Regions from separate parts of the Zea mays genome. Here all the other regions are linked to region 3. A link is a contact called in public Hi-C data. All regions are on one chromosome and are shown on one strand. Each heading gives the region's core, a stretch centred on a gene start, on an enhancer-like site or on the middle of the called end of the contact. The rest is flanking DNA. Distances are from core to core; before and after follow the strand shown. Region 1 holds the start of LOC103629360 (HXXXD-type acyl-transferase family protein). Region 2 holds the start of LOC100277154. Region 3 holds the start of LOC103629361 (protein MEI2-like 2).

Region 1 (3,297 bases), core at 731-3,230, 250 kb before region 3:
CTTGAATATCTGATATCTATTTCTGGTCTGTGAGACCATCCAACACCATCCAGTTGGCTCTTTGTTTAGGGATGATAGCAAAGAGCCGTGGGGCTATGTCCACAATTCTGTGACCCCATAACCATTTCTCTGTCCAAAAGAGACTTGTAGCACCATCCCCAAGCTCCGTTTGCATAGCCACAAAAAAGAATTCTTTAACCTTGCTAGGAACTCGAATGGACATAGAGGGCCAAGGTCTTCCTGGATCAGTCTTTGCTAGCCATAACACCTCATTCTGAGAGCCCAAGAGAGGTCCCTAAGATTGGAGATGCCAAGGCCGCCTAACTCAATGGGGGTAAAGCCACATGATAGTGTCCTCCATTTGCATCTTTGTGGTCCCGCCAAAGAAAACCTCACCGAATTTTATCAATCGCCTTTACAACCCATGTTGGTAGGTCTACGACCATAGCCAAGTAAATAAGCATTTCAGTGAGAACAAACTGGACATGGACACACCGGCCAACTTTAGTCATTAAGTCTGCTTTCCACCCAGGCAGTTGATTGGCAATCTTATCAATAACGGGCTGGACCAGATCCTTAGTGAGCTTTTTGATAGCGAGAGGCAGTCCCAAATACCTACAAGGGAACTTGTAAATCTCACATGGCACCAATTCTTGCATCAAGGCCGAATCCTGAATTCCTGATCATCGCAACTTATGGGAAAATCACTAGATTTCTGGACATTTGTGTGAACCCTGAAGGCTTCAACAAAGAGGTGAAGGGTATCCATGGTTATATTAATATCTGCAGCAGCCGGTCTGAGGAACACAAGCACATTATCAGCATATAAAGAGAACCGGTGTTGCAACACTAAAGGGGCCAAGGGCTCATATAACCTATATTCCTCAGCCTTATTGATCAAGTACCCAAGAATGTCCATAACCAATATGGAAAGCATTGGAGAAAGTGGGTCACCTTGCCTAAGGCCGCATCTATGATAGATGGGCTGACTCGGTGACCCATTAAGTAAAACTAGTGTTGAAGAAGTGCACAATAGCCCACTGATAATATCTCTCCAAATCTGCTCAAAATTCATGTGTTGCAAGACTTCAAGAAGAAAGGGCGAAGAGGCCGAATCAAATGCCTTTGAGATATCAAGCTTAAGGATCAGATGGGGTTGTTTCTGTTAATGGAGGAAGCGGGCTGTTTGTTGCACTAACATAAAGTTATCTCGAATAAATCGACTTTTATGAAGGCACTTTGATTAGGTGACACCATGTCATGCAGCCTACTTGCAAGCTGATTAGCTAGTAGTCTTGTTATGAGCTTGGCAAAACTATGAACAAGACTAATGGGTTTCATCTGTTCAGCAACTTCTTTTTTAGGAATAAGGATGATGAAAATAGATCTGTGTTTATCCCATGTTACTACCGAGGTAGCCAGCTTTGGGTGAGTTCTTTGTTCTTTGATAGCAGTGTAATGCCCAACAGTGAGCTTGTGGGCACTCTAAGGGCTTTGCTCGGTTAAGAATGGATTGAAGGGGATTAAATCCCTTGCTAGTCAAAATTGATTAGAAAGGGATTCAATCCTCATGTAACCGAACAAGACCTAAAATGGGAATTGATGTACAATTGTCATATTCTCATCTCAGTAGAGAAAATAGTAAAAGAGATTTTGGCTGGAATATGCAAGTTCAGAGCTTTCTAGCTGCCAGCTTGGCATTATTAGTGGAGGGACATTATGACTTCTTATTAAACTATCTTAGAATCAAGACTTGAGTGGTTTCTCACAAAGTGTTCCCTCGCAGCAATCTTTTGATCCAATCCGTGAAGCTCTCACTGGTAGATATCTGATTCCTGAGATGGTTAACGGGTAAGATAACCGAAGGAAGCTCTCACTAGACTAGATGCAATGCAATGCAATTGGTGTGATACTCTTGAATCGAAGGAAGCCAGATTTTTTGCAATTCAAATTTTGACTCTGAAACTGCTACCAGAGCTCATGTGCATTCTTCTCTTTCTGCATACAATTTAAAAGTTACAAATGACACCGTCATGTGTGACGTATCATTCATTAGAGGCGGAGGCACGTGCGCAGAGCCGCAGACTCGCAAAGCACTAGCAGACACTTTTTTTTTGACTTGGTTTTCGGGAGGAGGAAGAGTCCTGCGTAGTTTCGTTGCACCAGCCTGCATTTGCAGAGCAAAAACAGCATAAATAAAATGGAGGGTGGAATGCGCTAGAGCAGAGCAACCCACCAGCAGCGAGCAGTCTCCTCTCCTGCTGCAACTGCAGCCATGCCGTCGTCCACGATGCGCCTGCTGTCCAGGCGCACCGTCACGCCTCCACCGCGCCCACGCCACCGCATTCCGCTCACCACCTGGGACATCTCCTTTCTCTCCGCCGACTACATCCAGAAGGGCCTCCTCTACGCCAAGCCGCCGTTTCCCACCGACCGCCTCCTCGACCACCTCCAGGCCTCGCTCGCCCAGGCGCTCGACGCCTACTACCCCGTCGCCGGCCGCTTCGTCACGGACCAGCACCGCGACGCCAACGGTCACGTCCTCGGCTGCTCGGTCTCCATCGACTGTGACGGCCAGGGGGTCGACATCCTCCACGCCGTCGCCGACGGCGTCGCCGTGGCCGACGTCATCCCGCCCGACGCACGTGTCCCGCGCCTCGTCCAGTCACTCTTCCCGCTCGACGGCGCCGTCAACCACGACGGCCACCACCTCCCACTCTTCGCCGTCCAGGTCACCGACCTCCACGACGGCGTCTTCCTCGGCTTCGCCTACAACCACGCGCTCTCCGACGGCACCGCACTATGGAGATTCATCAACGTATGGGCGGGCATCGCGCGCGACAGCCCCTCCCCATCCCCAGCTCCGCCGCCGCCGCCCTTGCTGGAGCGCTGGTCGCCCGACGCCGGCCCAACCACACCGCCGGTCGTCCTCCCCTACCCCGACCTCACGGGGCTCATCGAGAGGCTGCCCCCGCCGCCACTATGCGAGCGCATGCTGCAATTCTCGGCCGAAACCCTGGAGGCGCTCAAGGACCGGGCGCGGCAGGAGCTCCTGGCGGCCGGGGATACGGCCGGCGCGGCCGCCGTTACCAAGTTCCAGGCGCTCAGCTCGCTTGTGTGGCGCTCCGTCACCCGCGCGCGCCGCATGCCGCTCGGCCAAACAACCTTTTGCCGCGCCGCCATCAACAACCGCACGCGCCTCCGCCCGCAGCTTCCGCCGGAGTACTTCGGGAACACCATCTACGCCATCGCAACGGAGGCCGTCACCGCGGGGGATCTGCTGGAGCGCGGCCACGG
Region 2 (3,540 bases), core at 949-3,448, 150 kb after region 3:
ATGAAACACGCTCATATTATTCCTTTCTTTTAAGAAAAAAATAACATTTTGAATGTGAGATGAGAAATAATAGTCACTTCAAAATTAGATATTCATGTAAATAAATACTTATGGTGCATCATTTAGTGATATGCTTAATCATTTAGTTGAATAGAAAACTTTAATATTTCTTCTTTTCTAAAATGGTTCTTGGTTTTCCAAAATTCAGTTCTCAATATGCAACCCTCAAGTATAGTTTGAGATATCAGAGTTTACTATTTCATTCCTTCATGTATTTATTTTATTATTATTAAAAAAAATCTTATACAGAATTTGGGCCTTACATAACTCGTCCAAAGAACAAAGGTGGTCTTGGTGTTCTCAACTTGAAGATTCAGAACACATCTCTGCTTCTTAAGTTCTTGCATAAGTTCTAAGGCAAGCATGACATCCCCTGGGTTGATCTCGTCTGGAATTCATATTGTGCCTCAGGTCGGGTCCCTCATGCTTCTCAAGTGAAAAGGTTCCTTCTGGTGGAAAGACGTTATAAGATTGGTTGATTATTATAGAGGTCACTCTATGACCTAGGTTGGTGATGGTAGGACCATCCTCCTGTGGCATGATGTTTGGAACAATTTCACCCTCAAATTGTCATTCCCCAACCTCTTCTCTTTTGTCAGGAGACAAAGCTGCTCTATTCAGCATTTTCTTGGGAATGTCTTTGGAAGACAATTTTTACACTCCCCTCTCCCCTCAGGCTACTCAACTGCGGGATTATTGATCAAATGCAAACTACTAGAGCTAGCAAGGACATATAGATTTATCCATAGGAAATGATTGTTTTAGCTCCTCCAAGTTTTACGAGCTAACTTTCAAATCCATCCACCCCCAGCTCTTTTCAACTGGATCTAGCGATCCAAGGTATGTAAGAAAGTTAAAGTTTTCGTATGGATGGTTTTCTAGGATAGAATCAACTCAAAAACATCTTAAGAAGAAAAGGCTTTCTGAATGAGGGTAGCGATCTCAGTTGTGTTCTTTGCGGTCAAGGCTATGAAAAAACAACTTACCACCTTTTTGATTGCCCCTTCAGTTCAGAATGCTAGAATTACGTTGTAATTTATTGGTGCCATGACTTGGATTTTTTTTTCTCTATGATCGAGGCTGCAAGGGGTGCGTTTGGGTACAACTTCATGGATTTTTTGGCAATGGTAGTTTGCTGCATTTGGAAGCATAGGAATGACTTCATCTTCAGGAACATTGTCCATTTTTTTCTCTCTTGGAAGGGCAGCTTCAATGACATGTTGAAGTTACAAATGCTTACATCTAATAGAGTTCGGAGGCTTAGGATGTCTTCGTGGCTAAATTCTCGATAGCCGGTTGTTTGTTTTTTCTTCTCTTGGTCCTATTCTTGTTCCCTTCTTTTAAAAAAACATAGTGGCCATGACAAAAGAGCCTAATAAGAAATATATATTCATTCCATTCCATTCATTCAGTTGGAAATACATGGCTTTTGTTCTGTCTGCAATGGGAACAGCTCTCTGCAACACACCTCGATCATGTCACGAGGCTAACCTACTAACCCCACGGTTAAGTACACCTCATACCACTTGTGTTCTGTAAGGTAGTGTTTGGTTGAGGAGTTAAGTAGAACGGAGCCGTTCCATCCCTGATTCTAGGAACGGAGCCGCTCTGTTCTGTGTTTGGTAATCTGGAACGGAGCGACTTAATTGTGTGTTTGGTTGCAGAGTGAACGGAACGGAGTGTGACTGTGAGAGTGGGATGGGAACGGAGCGGCTCCGTCCGGTTGATTTTTTGGAGCGAAATGGTTCCGGATCTGAGGAGAATATTCCCTAATTGGAGTCATTCCATTCTAGTTACTTTGTAACCAAACAGCAACAAAACTGAGACAGAACGACTCCGTTCTACTTGGCTCTTCAACCAAACACTACCTAAACGAGCTGAACGTCACCAAACTCAACTGCAACACCGAGTACCATGCCATGCCACCACAAAATGCAGACACCTCCAAAAACTTGTCACTACAGGTGAGCAATTTTAACCAGCACAAACTCTCCAAGAATCCCACAGCAGCACAGACGGTATGCAGCTTCTTTCTTCAGCTCAACCAGGGAACACACACATTGGCATCCCTCTCTCCCTCTATATCTGAATGGAAGCTCACACAAAGTAGCCCAGAGTAACCAAACCAGCCCCCACCTAACATGCACCAGATCGCCTTTTGATTCATGGGTTTCACAGGGCACCGCATTTTGCTCATAGGCCTTGCATATATACATGGGGATTTCATGCCACACTTTACAGTGCTGCATAGCCATACATGCATCGATCCCTAGCTCTTTGCTTGCCGCGGATTTCTCCTGCTCATACAACACAAGCCATGAGGGGTTTCCAGCTGCTACTCATCATAGTGGCATTGCTTGCCGGGGAGTTGCACTGCGCAAGAGCAGCATCAGCAGCAGATGCACCGGAGGCTGCACCACAGTCCCCCGAAGCACCAACAGCAGATGAGCAAACGCCACCGCAGGCGCCTGGGCCAACATCACCACCTCCACCTCCACGACGTCGGGGATCACCACATCGACGGCCACCAGCACCGACGGATCAGCAGGATCCAGCACCGCCAAGGTTGGTCGTGCCACCACAGGAACCTCCTGCACCGGCACCACCTGGAATGACGATCAACCGCACTACGGGCTGTACTACACTCCTTGTACTTGGAGACTCAACCGTGGACCCTGGAAACAACAACCATCTGCCCACCACAGCCAGGGCAAATTTCTTGCCCTACGGCTTGAACTTCTACGGTCGCAGGCCGACTGGCCGATTCACCAATGGCCGGTTAGCCACAGATATGTTAGGTAACCCCTTGCTTGTTCTGTTTCTACAGCATATATGGACTGAGAGCTCCCAACGTTTAGGATACTTAACTGAGAGCTTTGGTGTCATGCAGCTGAGAAACTAGGCATATCCAGGATTATTCCAGGTTTCTTTGACCCAAATCTGAGGCTGGCCCAGCTCAGGAGGGGTGTGAGCTTTGCATCAGGCGGCTCCGGATATGACGACAGCACTGCCAACAGAATAGTATGTCATCTTAACAGAACTATAAATATCAATAATGCTACATGATTAAAACAAAACAAACATATAGTTGTTTCTTTGTGGTAAAGCTATGGTAGGATTGATGAAGATCAAACTCAGATTGAGCTCTCTTTATTAGGTTACTAACCACCTAAGCTTCCTACTTATATAGAATGTGGTGTCATTCTCTGAACAAGTGCACAACCTCTTCCGTTACAAGCTACTTATCCGAACACTGCTTGGACCAAGAAGAGCAGAGCGACTTGTTAACAGGGCTGCCTTTGTGATAAGCACTGGTACAAACGATTTGCTTTCAGTCTACCTTGCATCGAATCGGTCGAATGCAATTAGTATGGAACTGTATGAGAATCACCTGACAGCACATGTCGCTAATTATACCCAGGTACTACACATTTCCATTGTCAAACTAGCATTCGGCATGTCTGTTATCTCTCTGTAATG
Region 3 (3,378 bases), core at 613-3,112:
AGGAGATGTCATCAGGAATATCAAAACAAGATTGTCAAACATGTACTAGTATTCAATGAAAATTATAGATTTTTGAGGTTTCTGATGCATCGGATTTGAGATAAATTGACGGAAAAAAACAGGGGCATGATTACAGAACAAGTTATAGGAACTAATCACCCTATATCATGTGCTTCCTCTCGCGCATTTAACTTGCATAACTACCATTCCCTGGCATCCATTGGTCAATTTCCCATAGCCAGAAAATCGTGTTTACCCATGAGCAGACATACTATATGAACATTGAAGTTCTCATTATGCAGAGCATGTAAGCGTTTGGCTAGAAACTTAGTATGGTTCAAGTGCATTATTACATTATGAAGATGGGAAGGAGAACACATACACTTTTCATGAGGAAGAACAGGCAGTGAGGTTGAGAAGAGACTTGTATCGCCAAAACCAGCTCGAACATTGAGCAGCGGTGGCATAGGGACCCTCCAAGGGTTGTTATTTGCGGCCATCTGTCGTGACTTTGAGGTGGCAGGTACCACAAGACCTGATACAATCTTATAAAGAGTAATGCATTTGACAAATACACAGGCAGAAAACATCAAGCAGGAAGGGGGAATGTGTGGTAATCGCAGAATATGAACCTGGTGGGTTGTAAGTAAGGATCTGACGATCAATCAAACACAGCAAGCATTCTCATTTGGCTGCTGATACCTGCAGGAGGAAACAAAAAGGGTTGAGCATGTGTCATCGTCTGTCATTTACTCATGTGGGTTGGGTCTCTCTGTGTAGAAGACTGCAGTCGATGGCAAAAACCGACTTTTTTTTCTTTTTTGGGTGGTGGGGGTCTAGGGGATAGGGGGGCAGGGAGTTGATTGTGCAGCTGGTGGACACGGCAATATGAGAACAATAACGTGTATTAATTTGCTTGGCACGGGATAGTCAAACATGCCAGGTCTTAAAAGGAAGGAATTCATTGGATAGACGCAACAAAGTTTGACCCAAAAATAGCGATGAGGAAGATGGAATGGAAGCAATCCAATCCAATCGCATGATCGGATCTCTAAATCAAACAAAAACAGGCAGAGGCAGGCGTGCGGAAGCGGGAGTGAAGGGATAAATCAGGTAGTGGCAAGGAAGTGAAGGATTACGAGCGGAGGGAAGGAAATTAATGATTAGGAGTAGAACCGAGGATGACGAACAGTGGTACAGGTAGGTGGAGTAGTCACTGAAGCTGGAAATGAAGGAAGGATTTGCGTTGTCCCCTGGGTCAGAGGCGCGTTGAGGATTGGCAATCGGCAGAGCAATCTCATCATCAGTTAAACGAGAAAAAAAAAAGACGAGATGGAACGGAAGAGTGAGGGGGATAGATCACCAGCGCAGGCGGGGGTAGAACCCTAACACTGAAACCCTCCTCTTGTGCGCGGCGGGCGCAGCGGCGGACGAGGAAGAGACGGGGCGGCGGCGGCGGGAGAAATCAATCGCTCTTCCGGCCGATTGTGTCTCTCCTTTCTCTAGACCTAGTCCCCTACTAGTTTCAGTTTGGTGAGTTTTTTCCGGTTTATTTTTATAGGGAGACACACCAACTCACAAGGAGAAGGAGCAGACAGACCACTATAACTATTATAATAAATAATACATCAGAGTATTATAATTATTACTATATAATTGATTATCTCTCAGTGAAAGCGGAAGGTTAAAAAGAAAAGAAATATATCAGAGTCTAGTGGTGGATAGCGATAGGAGGTATGATGATTGGTGCGAGCGCCGAGCCTTTCGTCTCTACTCATCCTCATGTGCACCTTCCACCTTCTATTCTGCTCTATGAGCATGACATGTGGGTCCCGAATCACCCGGAACCTCACGCGTCAGTGGGTGTCCCGCTCCGTCAGACGGGCTGGGGAACAAGTGGAGGACCCACGCGCGCAGCCAAAAGCCAAGTGGGTCGCACCTGTCAGTAACGTCGACGTCATCTAATCTAATCAGCTGGAATTGGAGTGGCTTGTGGGTGATACCAATAACGCATATGCATTTCAAATTAATAGATTGATAGGGACAACATCCCAATAAATAATATCAAGTAACCAAGCAGCCATTAAATACAAACGTGCAAATAGATCTCTTGCTCTATTAGATCTAGATCTAATGTATGTCATATTTAACACTTAAACCCTCCCACTACTATCTCATGCAGCTTTATAAAGAATCTCTAACAAATCACGATTGCATCTATGATTAAATTTAGATCAAACGGACCCAGATGCTTGCCTAAATACTGTTGGGGGCCTTCGTCTTCCGAAGGTCCTCAAAAATATGATTAACAATATTTCCCAAGTGTAATATATGTACATGAACCTTCGAACTCGGAATAAAAGTTGTACACAATGTGAAAAGCATGGTCGAGACGAAGGTTGAAACAGCTCCGAAGCTACGCGTAAGGAAGCTTTGGCTCAGCGGCAGAAAAAGGAACCGACTTAAAGGGGAAAAGGCTATCTAGTCCTCGTTGGATTGTCCTTAAGTCAATAATAAACATAAAAGGCATGTATGTAATTTTACATAGGTTGCGTCCTGTGCCTATAAATAGATGAACAGTGCCCCCGTACTGTTCAGGTTGACTTGTATTCGCTCATGCGTCACGCTTGGACTTTTACCTTCTGTCAAGCCAAAGGTACAAATGTAATTTAATATTGTTCTTGTTCATCCATGATGATATAATAAAGATATATTAATAATGTCATATGATTATTCGTGTTATCTCTTATATTTCATATGTTTCTTCTTTCATTAACATATACTGCGATGATGAGGGTTCGTCCTTTAGGACCTTCGTCTGAAGGTCATTATATCCTAAGTGAGATAATACTTCAAAGGATGATGGGCATTAACCTTTAATATTTTGTGTTGCCTTGTTCTTAACTCATAGCATTTGAGAACAAGTCCCCAACATTGGCGCCCACCTCTGGTGTACTCACTTCCACAATCTTCGGCAAAGCATCAACCTTCGTCATGCCGTCGAAGAAAATAACAGCACCAAGGGATGCACTGCAGCCACTGGACACAAACCAGGAGACTCTCTCTCTCCGAGAGGCCAGAAGCCAAAAGAGAAAGTGTAGGATCTAGGACACCGGCTAGAGGGGGGGTGAATAGACGGTTTTGACTAAAATCAAAAATACTACAAGAAATTTAATCAATACAACAAGAGGAATAAATTCTCTAGTGACAATAAGTAAACAATGTATGAAAAACAACTACGGAGATTGAATACTTGAAGAACAATAAGCAAATCACTAATCAATTGCAAGGCAATAAGTAATGCGAGAAGGTATAGACACCGAAATTTATCCCGTGGTATCGGTGATTTGCCGATCACCCCTAATCCACGTTAAGGTG

The links. A called contact is a pair of places that touch in the nucleus more often than the background predicts.
Region 1: a Hi-C map of leaf shows a contact between it and region 3, with 4 times the contacts expected there. The contact joins the promoter of LOC103629360 here to the promoter of LOC103629361 in region 3. A contact is called at or near these places in 2 of 25 Hi-C or Micro-C datasets (ear and leaf).
Region 2: a contact with region 3 is called in a Hi-C map of leaf, with 8 times the contacts expected there. The contact joins the promoter of LOC100277154 here to the promoter of LOC103629361 in region 3. A contact is called at or near these places in 9 of 25 Hi-C or Micro-C datasets (bundle sheath, ear, endosperm and 3 more) and 1 of 3 datasets of contacts at active chromatin or transcription factors (seedling).

What each region holds. Positions count from the first base shown.
Region 1 is chr6:64,171,951-64,175,247 of Zm-B73-REFERENCE-NAM-5.0, forward strand. LOC103629360 (HXXXD-type acyl-transferase family protein) reads left to right here and starts at 1,981. Exons shown (of 1, transcript XM_008650499.3): 1 at 1,981-3,297. The coding sequence starts at 2,276.
Region 2 is chr6:64,571,404-64,574,943 of Zm-B73-REFERENCE-NAM-5.0, forward strand. LOC100277154 reads left to right here and starts at 2,199. Exons shown (of 5, transcript NM_001150804.2): 1 at 2,199-2,858; 2 at 2,951-3,081; 3 at 3,251-3,481. The coding sequence starts at 2,318.
Region 3 is chr6:64,423,501-64,426,878 of Zm-B73-REFERENCE-NAM-5.0, forward strand. LOC103629361 (protein MEI2-like 2) reads right to left here and starts at 1,863. Exons shown (of 13, transcript XM_008650500.3): 1 at 1,364-1,863; 2 at 633-702; 3 at 383-535. The coding sequence starts at 500.